3 separate regions of the Sus scrofa genome follow, and regions 2 and 3 are each linked to region 1. The links are chromatin contacts, called in public HiChIP or PLAC-seq maps. All regions are on one chromosome and are shown on one strand. Each heading gives the region's core, a stretch centred on a gene start, on an enhancer-like site or on the middle of the called end of the contact. The rest is flanking DNA. Distances are from core to core; before and after follow the strand shown. Region 1 overlaps TBC1D5 (TBC1 domain family member 5). Region 2 holds the start of PLCL2 (inactive phospholipase C-like protein 2). Region 3 has its middle 60 kb from the start of PLCL2.

Region 1 (2,739 bases), core at 125-2,624:
ACTAATTTAAGTCCTATGAATTCTCACCACATCAAATGACCACATCACTATCCATTTAAGTGCAATAACGGACCAAGCTAAAGAGCAGATACTAAAAGTAAACAGCAGCCTTTCACGGAATCCCCGAGCTTGAAAAGCCCTAAACTAAAGGTCAGCTGGTTCAATTATCAGAACAGAGCCAGAAACTGTACCTGTGAAACGAGGAACCATATATAGAAGTAAGATCACATCCTTCTTTTGCCGCAGTATGTTTTTCTAAGATGTTAAGAGAACACACCATTCTTCTCCTAATCACAATATATTATTTTCTGTAAATTTATTTAAAAGCACAGATATCATGGTGACATATCACATTTAGAACAGTATTTTAATACTAGTAGTATGACTATATTTTAAACTAAGGAAGACATGAATTTCAATTGATACTACTTCCTTTTTTAGTGTGAATTTGAGTGGAGGATTCTGTTTTTTTTTTTAATAATGTTTTAATTTTTTCCATTATAGCTGGTTTACAGTGTTCTGTCTCTTTTCTACTGTACAGCATGGTGACCCAGTTACATATACATGTACACAGTCTTTTTTCTCACATTATCGTGCTCCATCATAAGTGACCAGACGTAGTTCCCAGTGCTACCAGCAGGATCTCAGTGCTAATCCATTCCAAAGGCAATAGTCTGCATCTATTAACCCCAACGGAGGATTTTTAAAGTTAGTCTAGACTTCCATTTAATACAGAATTCCTCTCTATAACATATTTTATCTAAAAGATTACACAATAAAAGATGAACCTAGCTACTTTAAATATTTATATATTTCTAAATTTCACAGGAGGTGCTGAATATGGGTTATTTTTATTTTGCATTTCTTAAATAAACCTTTTCTAGATTTTGAACAAATGGTTACAATAAATATTATCTTTTTATTTTAAGCCACTGTCAATTACTGTGCAGAGATTTGCCATGCTGAACTTTAATTCTGTTAATTAATTCATAATACAAAGCCTATACTTAAAAACATATTTCAAAATTGAGTTATAATTCTTTTAGGTAAAATGTAATAAGTACCTCTGGCTAATACATACAACAATATGCATAGAAACAACATATAATATAATCAGAGCTAATTTGTCAAATACTGTCACAAAGCACTAATGCCATAAAAAGAACACCTCAGCGTGAGCTGCCAAATAAAATGTGGTTAAAATAACCATAAAATATAGAGTGATCATGTTTTTCAAGGAAAGGGGCTGGGACAAACTTAATTAAAAAAAAAACAAAAAACAAAAAACCCCAAAACCTCACATCTTAGCCATATTCAGCACCGCCACCACTGTATGACATGTGAGGGGACTTTTGTTCTAAACAACAGTGCCACCCAGTGGCTGAACAATGGAGTGAACTGATAAACAGCATGAATGGAGGGCAGGCAAAAAGGAAAATGGAGTTTCGGAGGCGGCAATGAGAACACTGCAGGCAAAGAAACAGACCACAGTGCCATGGTAACTGTACCTGGGAGGTCAGTTAGAGTCTGGACAGGAACAGAAACCTGAGCATCACTTCCTGTAACTACATCGCCTGGATTTCATAAGAAAAAATAATTAGATTTCATAAAAAGGAAAAAAAATCAGCTTTTCTTTCATATTTAATGTTGTAATTCTTTTACTTATCAACCTAATTATTAAAAGTACAGTGAAACAGAAAATACAATCTTAGAAAGATGAATATAAAGTATTTTTTAAAGAAAATAATTTTTTAAAAGTGTTTCCCAAAAAGTTTTTGTGCATGTTTTCCTTAGAGAAAAAAACAAGTTTCTACTAGTCTGAAGCATAGGAATCTTTAGCAATCAAAAGATTTTGCTGAGCAGATTTTGTTATGCTACAAATAACAGCATGATTTTATATGTTCTTATTTTTTTAAAAATGTCTTTATCCATAAGTAAGTTACATGCATTTAAGAAGTAAGCATGCTTCTCAAATTGACTTCCTCCTACAACAGACAAAATTTATTTTTAACTAAACTTGAAGTCAGTTTCATCTGTGATAAAATAAAGACCTAAACAAGTTCTAATTTCATATTAGGTAATGAAAAGATTTCATAAGTTACCACATGCGCTTATAAATGTCAACATGTAAAAATAAATCTGTGAACTGCATACCCTTTAAACTTGATATGCTTATTATAGGCGAGATTTCATTTACAAATTGGACCTATAGTAAATGCTTAAAATGTTCAAATTCAAAGAAACAGACAAAGGAAGGGAGGGATAGAGGAATGCATTTTAAGACTACGGGAAAGAAAGGAAAAGGAAACACCATGCAGCATTTCACAGGAGCACTGAGAAGGAAGATTTTTGGGGTTCTCTGGTTTCTCTCCTGGGTGACAAAGTTCAACATGAAGCACAGTCACTACCAACAGACTCATCCCCTGGAGAGATCACTATCTGAAGTCCTACGCTATTTTGAGTTGAACAAGCTAAAAAAAGAGCCTTCTTAAAGGGAACCATATTTTCTATGTATAATAATGTATCAGCAACAGATCTGCTTTCCCTGTAACTTTTACACAATAGTAAAAAAAAATCAATTTTTGAATTATACAACAACCCTGGTCCCATGACACACTTGCTGCAATTATGATTTACAGTACAGCCAGCTCATCTGGAAATTATTGGGTTATAATTAGACCATCCCTATCAATTAACAGTACATGCATTTATATTCTCCTATAACTGAAACAAAATCTA
Region 2 (2,770 bases), core at 85-2,584, 280 kb before region 1:
CAAGACGAAAAAATAGAACCAAACTAAAAAAAAAAAAAAAAGGATGGGACTGTATAAAATATTAAAACATTGTTGTCCATCGATGTGAAAATATTTCTGTTAACGTGTAGGCCCAGGTTGGCGTCAGATGGGTTACAAAAACATGAATCCAGAAGATCAGAAGAATTAAAAACGCCCCCAAGAATAACACGAAGGTATTTGAAGTTGCTTCAGAGGCAAGGGCGGGTATGCATGTGTATGTAAAACTCCTTTCCTTGAGGGCTATTTGGCAGTTTGTTACAACATCATGCTAAAGAAAGCAAGGTCTTTAAGTTTACCCCCCAGCGGACTATTAGTTTCTCCTTCTTGCCCTGCGGGAAGCGCATTCCCGAAAAGAAGACACACTAGTTGGAGAAGAGCTGGGTGCTAGAGAAGGGCTGACGGCTGGAGCCGGGGAGCCTGGGACAGAGAGGTGGGTGGGGCCAGGCTTGGGTGCGGCCTCGGGTACCAAGCTGTGGAGTTTGGGCCCTGCCTGGCTCCAAGGATGGAGATCTAGGGGAAGTACTTGCACGGGGGAGCAACGTGATCAGGGTATTTAGGCGGGTCACTCTACCTAAAGCATTGGCGTAAAGGGGAAGGAGGGGGACCAGAGTGACGAAGGACGAGCTGTAGTGATCCAAGTAGGATCCTGCCTCCAAAGATGTGCCTGACCTAGGGCGGGTCGTCAGAGAGCCTGACCAGCTGCCGTCCCTGGCGGCGGGATCAGGAAGGGCACCGGGAGTGAGGGACGATGGTGATAAATCCCTGGAGGACGATTTAGAGGGCACAGAACAGGCTCGGCCCAGGTCCTCTGCTTCTCACCTCTCTTCCCCTCCCGCCCCTCCCCAGCATCCTTGCAACCAGTTGAATCAGTTGAAACATTCACATTTCAGGAGCTCAAAGGAACGGAATTGATTTCTGTATGTGAAGTGTCTGACCCAAGGGGTAAGCCCAGAGGGGAACGTCCAGAGGGTCTTCTCCCGAACTGGGCAGAAATGGAACGAGTCCCGCGTGAGGGGCGGAGTAGGGGGGCGCTCAGCGGCCGAGCTCCGAGCTCTAGACTTTCGTGCGGCCCCGCGGCCTGCGCGGTCGTTGCCCCTCGGGGCGCTGGCGGGTGATTGGCAGTTGCCGCAGCTCTAGGGGGACTGGGGGACCTCCGGGACCCGCGGCCCCTTCCCGTCGCGGTCCTCTGGGCGGTGAGGTTCCCGCGGCCCGATGAGCCGGTCGGGCGGGAGCAGCCGCGACGGCGGCCACCTCGGGCGGGAGTCCGGCGGCTCGCGGTGGGTCGGAGCGGCGGGGAGGGTCCCTGCGGCCTGTAGGGGGCAGCGCCGAGCCCGGGAGGAGACGGCCGCGGCGGGGTGGGCGAGTCTCCGCCGCCCTGCCCGCGGTGCGCTTCCCTGGAGCCGCCGGCCCAGGTGGGGTCCTGGGGAGACGTGGTGGGCCCGGCGCGCGACGGCCTTCGGGAAGTTGGGGTCCGGGGAGACCCCACCGTCGCCGCCGCGCGCCCGGGGCCGAGAGAGTCTGGGGAGGCTCCTCCGCGTGGCCGAGGCGCTTCTGGGAGCCTGCCGCTTCCCCGAACCCGAGGGGGCCGCCCCGGTGCCCGCGCGGTGGGTGCCCCGAGCCCCGGGGTGGGCGCCCGGTTCTCCGGGGTGGGGCCTCGCGCCCCGGCCGCGCGGGGTTTGTGGCGCCCGCGGCGGCGCGTGTGCCGGGCGTGTTTCCGTCCCGGGTGCCGGGCGCCGGGCCCCGCCGCCGTGCTGACTGTGTCTCTCTTCTCCCCCTGCAGGAATCTTCCGATAATCCTGCCGCCGCGACTCTAACCGTGCGCGAGGCGAGCTCGAAACCAACAGCACATCTAAATTTAAAAAAAAAAAAAAAAAGCGGAAGAAGCGGCCGAGGCGGCGGCGGGAGGAGGAGAGGAGGAGGGGCCGCGCGGCCCGAGGCGGCGGGGACGCGGGGACGCGGGGACGCGGCTTTGTGCTGGCGGGTCGCGGGGCGCCCATGGCGGAGTGCGGCCGGGGGGGCGCCGCCGGCGGGGCCCTGCCCACCTCCCCGAGCCCGGCCCTCGGGGCCAAGGGCGCCCTGAAAGCCGGGGCCGGGGAAGGTGGCGGCGGTGGCGGCGGGCTCCACGGCCACGGGCGGGCGCGCTATGACAGCGCCGGGGTTTCCAACGGAGACTGCAGCCTCGGCGTGTCCGGGGACGAAGCCCGAGCCAGCCCAGCCAGGGGCCCCCGAGGCGCCGCGCTCGCTCCAACCCCCGGCCCGGCCGCCTGCCCCCTCCCCCGGGAGAGCAAGCCGGGCGGCCTGCCCCGGAGGAGCAGCATCATCAAGGTAGGTGGGAGAGGGGCACCCTCCGCCCGCCCCGCGCCGTCCACGGGGGCTCTTCCTGAGGGGAGTGCTGGTGTCAGGAGAGGGTTGTACCAGGAGCCCCTGCTGACGGGAGCTAGGGATGCACTGGTGCTTGGGGTGGTTGAGCAGGGATTGGGTGCATATGGCATTTGGGAAGAATGGAGAGGTGGTCCCGAATGTGCAGGGGAGCTGTGCTCAGACATCTCCCGTGCAACTTAGGGCTGTCACCTCTCCCAGGATTGGCCTGAAATGATGGCCTGTACCTGCTGGGCAGGGCACGTTCTCCTGGGGTAACCTAGGCTGGTAACAGACTCCTTGTAAGGTTTCTATTGTATGTTAAAGACAGTGATTACGTGAAAACATTTTCTTAAAAATCCCAGGCAGCAAACAGATTATTTAATAGTTT
Region 3 (2,852 bases), core at 250-2,749, 340 kb before region 1:
ACAGCCACTATGGAAAACAGTATGGAGATTCCTCATAAAACTAAATATAGAACTACCATATGATCCAGCAATCCCACTCCTGGGCATATATCTAGACAGAACTTTCATTCAAAAATATACATGCATCCCTATGTTCATTGCAGCACTATTCACAATAGCCAAGACATGGAAACAACCTAAATATCCATTGACAGATGAATGGATCAAGAAGATGTGGTACATATAAACAATGGAATACTACTCAGCCATAAAAACGAACAAAATAATGCCATTTACAGCAACATGGAATTCGAGATTCTCATACTGAGTGAAGGTAGTCAGAAAGAGAAAGACAAATACCGTATGATGTCACTTATATGTGGAATCTAAAATATGGCGCAAATGAACCTATCTAAAGAACAGACTTGTGGTTGCTGAGGGGAAGGGAGTGGGATATATTGGGAGTATAGGGTTAATAGATGCAAACTATTGCATTTGGAGTGGATAAGCAATGAGTTCCTGCTGTATAGCACAGGGAACTATATCCAATCACTTGTGATGGAACATGGTGGAAGATCATATGAGAGAAGGAATGTGTGTGTTTATGATATATATATATATATGTGTGTGTGTGTGTGTATGTTCTGTCAATTTCTGCTCTACAGCAAAGTAACCCAGTTATACAAATATATGTGTGCGTGGGTGTATATATATATATATATATTCATTGTATATGTACATATAAAGGAATAAATACAGCAGAAATTGACAGAACACTGTAAATCAACTATAATAAAAATTTTTTTAAAAAAGGTATCCTCCAAATTTGGATTGAGATTAGTTCAATTAATGAAAAATAATCAAGACAACTGATTAATTCTCTTTCAAAATCTGCCATGGAGGCACATATCCAAAAAATGGAGATCAATGCACCTAAAATTAGGGCAAGAGATACCACAGCAGGTGGTTTCCAGCCTCAAAAGCCACAGCAATCCCACAGGGGCATAAATAATGCAGTTTCTAATCAGCCCGTCAACACGGAAGTCAGAATCCCTGATCAAATGTTCTGTCTGTGCTTGGAATGACCAGGGGACCTCTAATCCATTTGTAGACTGAAAAAAATAACTTGGTTCCCAGAACTTATATGACTTGTTCCCAAAACCCTATAGATGGTGTGGTGAGGAACAAAATACAAGTAATTTTTTAAAGCCTTATGAATTCCTAGTGGCTTTCAGTCTTTCAACTACTCAGAGTATAAGTACTCACATGTGCGGAGTCCTCAGCTGTCCTTGACTTTGGAAGAGGGTCCTCTGTGCCTAGCCATTGGACTGGATGCTCTGGTCTCCACAGGCCTCCTCTCAGGTTGTCCCTCTGGGATCTGTGATGTCAGGCTCTGTCCCATTGGCCGGTCCTCAGCTTCATGGAGAGTTGCCAAGTGCGCAGTTGCTGGTTCTGTCCACACACTCCCCCACCCCAGTTGTCAGCAGTGAAGGACATCACCAGCTGTCCCCACTGAGAGGCGCCTGGGCCTGCCCAAGTGTGGCCTTCACCGTTAAAGCCTCGCCCTGTAACATCCTGGTGGTTTAACGAAAACCTCTCTGGAGCTTAAATTCAGCTCTTTTCTTTTCTCTCGTGCTTTATTCCACTTTATGGCTCTTTCCTTTCTTGCTGGGCTGTGTTTGCATTTCTTCAGAGTGTGTGGCTTGCATCTTGCCCAGCAGAAACATCAGTTTTGTTTCTAAAAATGTCATTTTCTGTTCCCCCACACCCCCATCTTTTCTCTTTGGAAAATAAGGACATTTAGCCACATAACACACCTAGAATCTCTTCCTAATGCTCTCTTTTGGAATCACCTGGTCCAGATCAGAGTCAAAAAAATCCTCATCTCTCAGTCTTTAGCTCTACTATGAAATTTGATAAATGAGTGAAGGTACATTAATGTGAAGAAGAATGATGAGCCTCTGCCAAGTTTTTTGCCTGTAAAAATTTTTTTTTTGGTATGAGAAAAGCATGACACTGAATTTTGGCTATGCTCTTCTATTTCTTAAACAAATTCTAACAGGTGGTACCTGTCAAACCAAGGGCACTTCAAACACTGATACATGATGCTCTCAAAATGATAACATATATATCTGGAAATGTTCTAGCCTTTATTTCATAAAGGCACTCATGGTTTCATGCTGTCGACATTGGAATGACCATATACTGGACCTTGTGTTTCTCGATTCTCAAATATTCTTGAAACTAGCTCAGTACATTAAGCTGGTTATGTCACTGTCAGATGAATTTCCTGAATTGCTGGTATCAAGTACTTTGCTCCCTTTTCCTGACACCCTGCTTCTATTTATAGCCAACAGATGATCAGAAACCAGGGTCAAGGGCAGCTGTTGTGTGGCCAAGCCCAGCTGTTGAATGCTGATTGGCAACTGGCAAGGTGTGGCGACAGCCATCTGGTCATGCCAGGACCTGATAGCACTGCCAGCATTTATTTAATTGAAGCAAAAGCAGTTAACTTCAGCTTATGTGCGGAAGCAAACCTAGTTAACTTTTTTTGAACGCTCCAGGTAGTAAAATTGGTTCCCAAGTTTAGACACAAGTTGAAAATTAAAAATAGCTCTGTCTGAAGTCATGGGGTCTACATGATACATTTTGCCTTTCTCTGCTGTTTAGGATTCAGAGACCAAAGGGTGTGCATATTTCAATTCTTTTCCAACAAATAGCATTGTGTACTTTTAACAGAACATAACAAGAAAACTGGCTTCTGTAGCTCAGAGGGATGACTATTTTCATAGCTCCCCAAGTCCTGGAAGAGAGAGCTGCATTACATCAATCATGGAATTAACATGGCATAATGGATTAGTACTTCTCAGAAA

Evidence for each region. HiChIP or PLAC-seq counts read pairs in DNA pulled down with a chosen protein or histone mark.
Region 2: a contact with region 1 is called in an H3K27ac HiChIP or PLAC-seq map of skeletal muscle, with 10 times the contacts expected there. The contact joins the promoter of PLCL2 here to the enhancer-like site in region 1. A contact is called at or near these places in 2 of 5 promoter capture datasets (fetal liver and liver), 10 of 47 Hi-C or Micro-C datasets (alveolar macrophages, embryonic fibroblasts, fetal heart ventricle and 6 more) and 2 of 2 datasets of contacts at active chromatin or transcription factors (alveolar macrophages and skeletal muscle).
Region 3: an H3K27ac HiChIP or PLAC-seq map of skeletal muscle shows a contact between it and region 1, with 12 times the contacts expected there. The contact joins two enhancer-like sites. A contact is called at or near these places in 2 of 2 datasets of contacts at active chromatin or transcription factors (alveolar macrophages and skeletal muscle).

What each region holds. Positions count from the first base shown.
Region 1 is chr13:4,266,812-4,269,550 of Sscrofa11.1, forward strand. All of the region lies in intron 19 of TBC1D5 (TBC1 domain family member 5), which reads right to left. Among named protein-coding and RNA genes, the nearest start is that of PLCL2, 280 kb to the left of the region's middle. Within about 2 kb of position 1,375, at least 4 of the 83 cell types and tissues checked have an H3K27ac peak or open chromatin away from gene starts, as enhancers often do. A contact at or near this core is called in skeletal muscle, where this site is marked.
Region 2 is chr13:3,990,896-3,993,665 of Sscrofa11.1, forward strand. It overlaps PLCL2 (inactive phospholipase C-like protein 2), which reads left to right and starts at 1,335. Exons shown (of 7, transcript XM_021069677.1): 1 at 1,335-1,433; 2 at 1,802-2,346. The coding sequence starts at 2,017.
Region 3 is chr13:3,930,867-3,933,718 of Sscrofa11.1, forward strand. No RefSeq gene overlaps it. Among named protein-coding and RNA genes, the nearest start is that of PLCL2, 60 kb to the right of the region's middle. Within about 2 kb of position 1,500, at least 13 of the 83 cell types and tissues checked have an H3K27ac peak or open chromatin away from gene starts, as enhancers often do. A contact at or near this core is called in skeletal muscle, where this site is marked.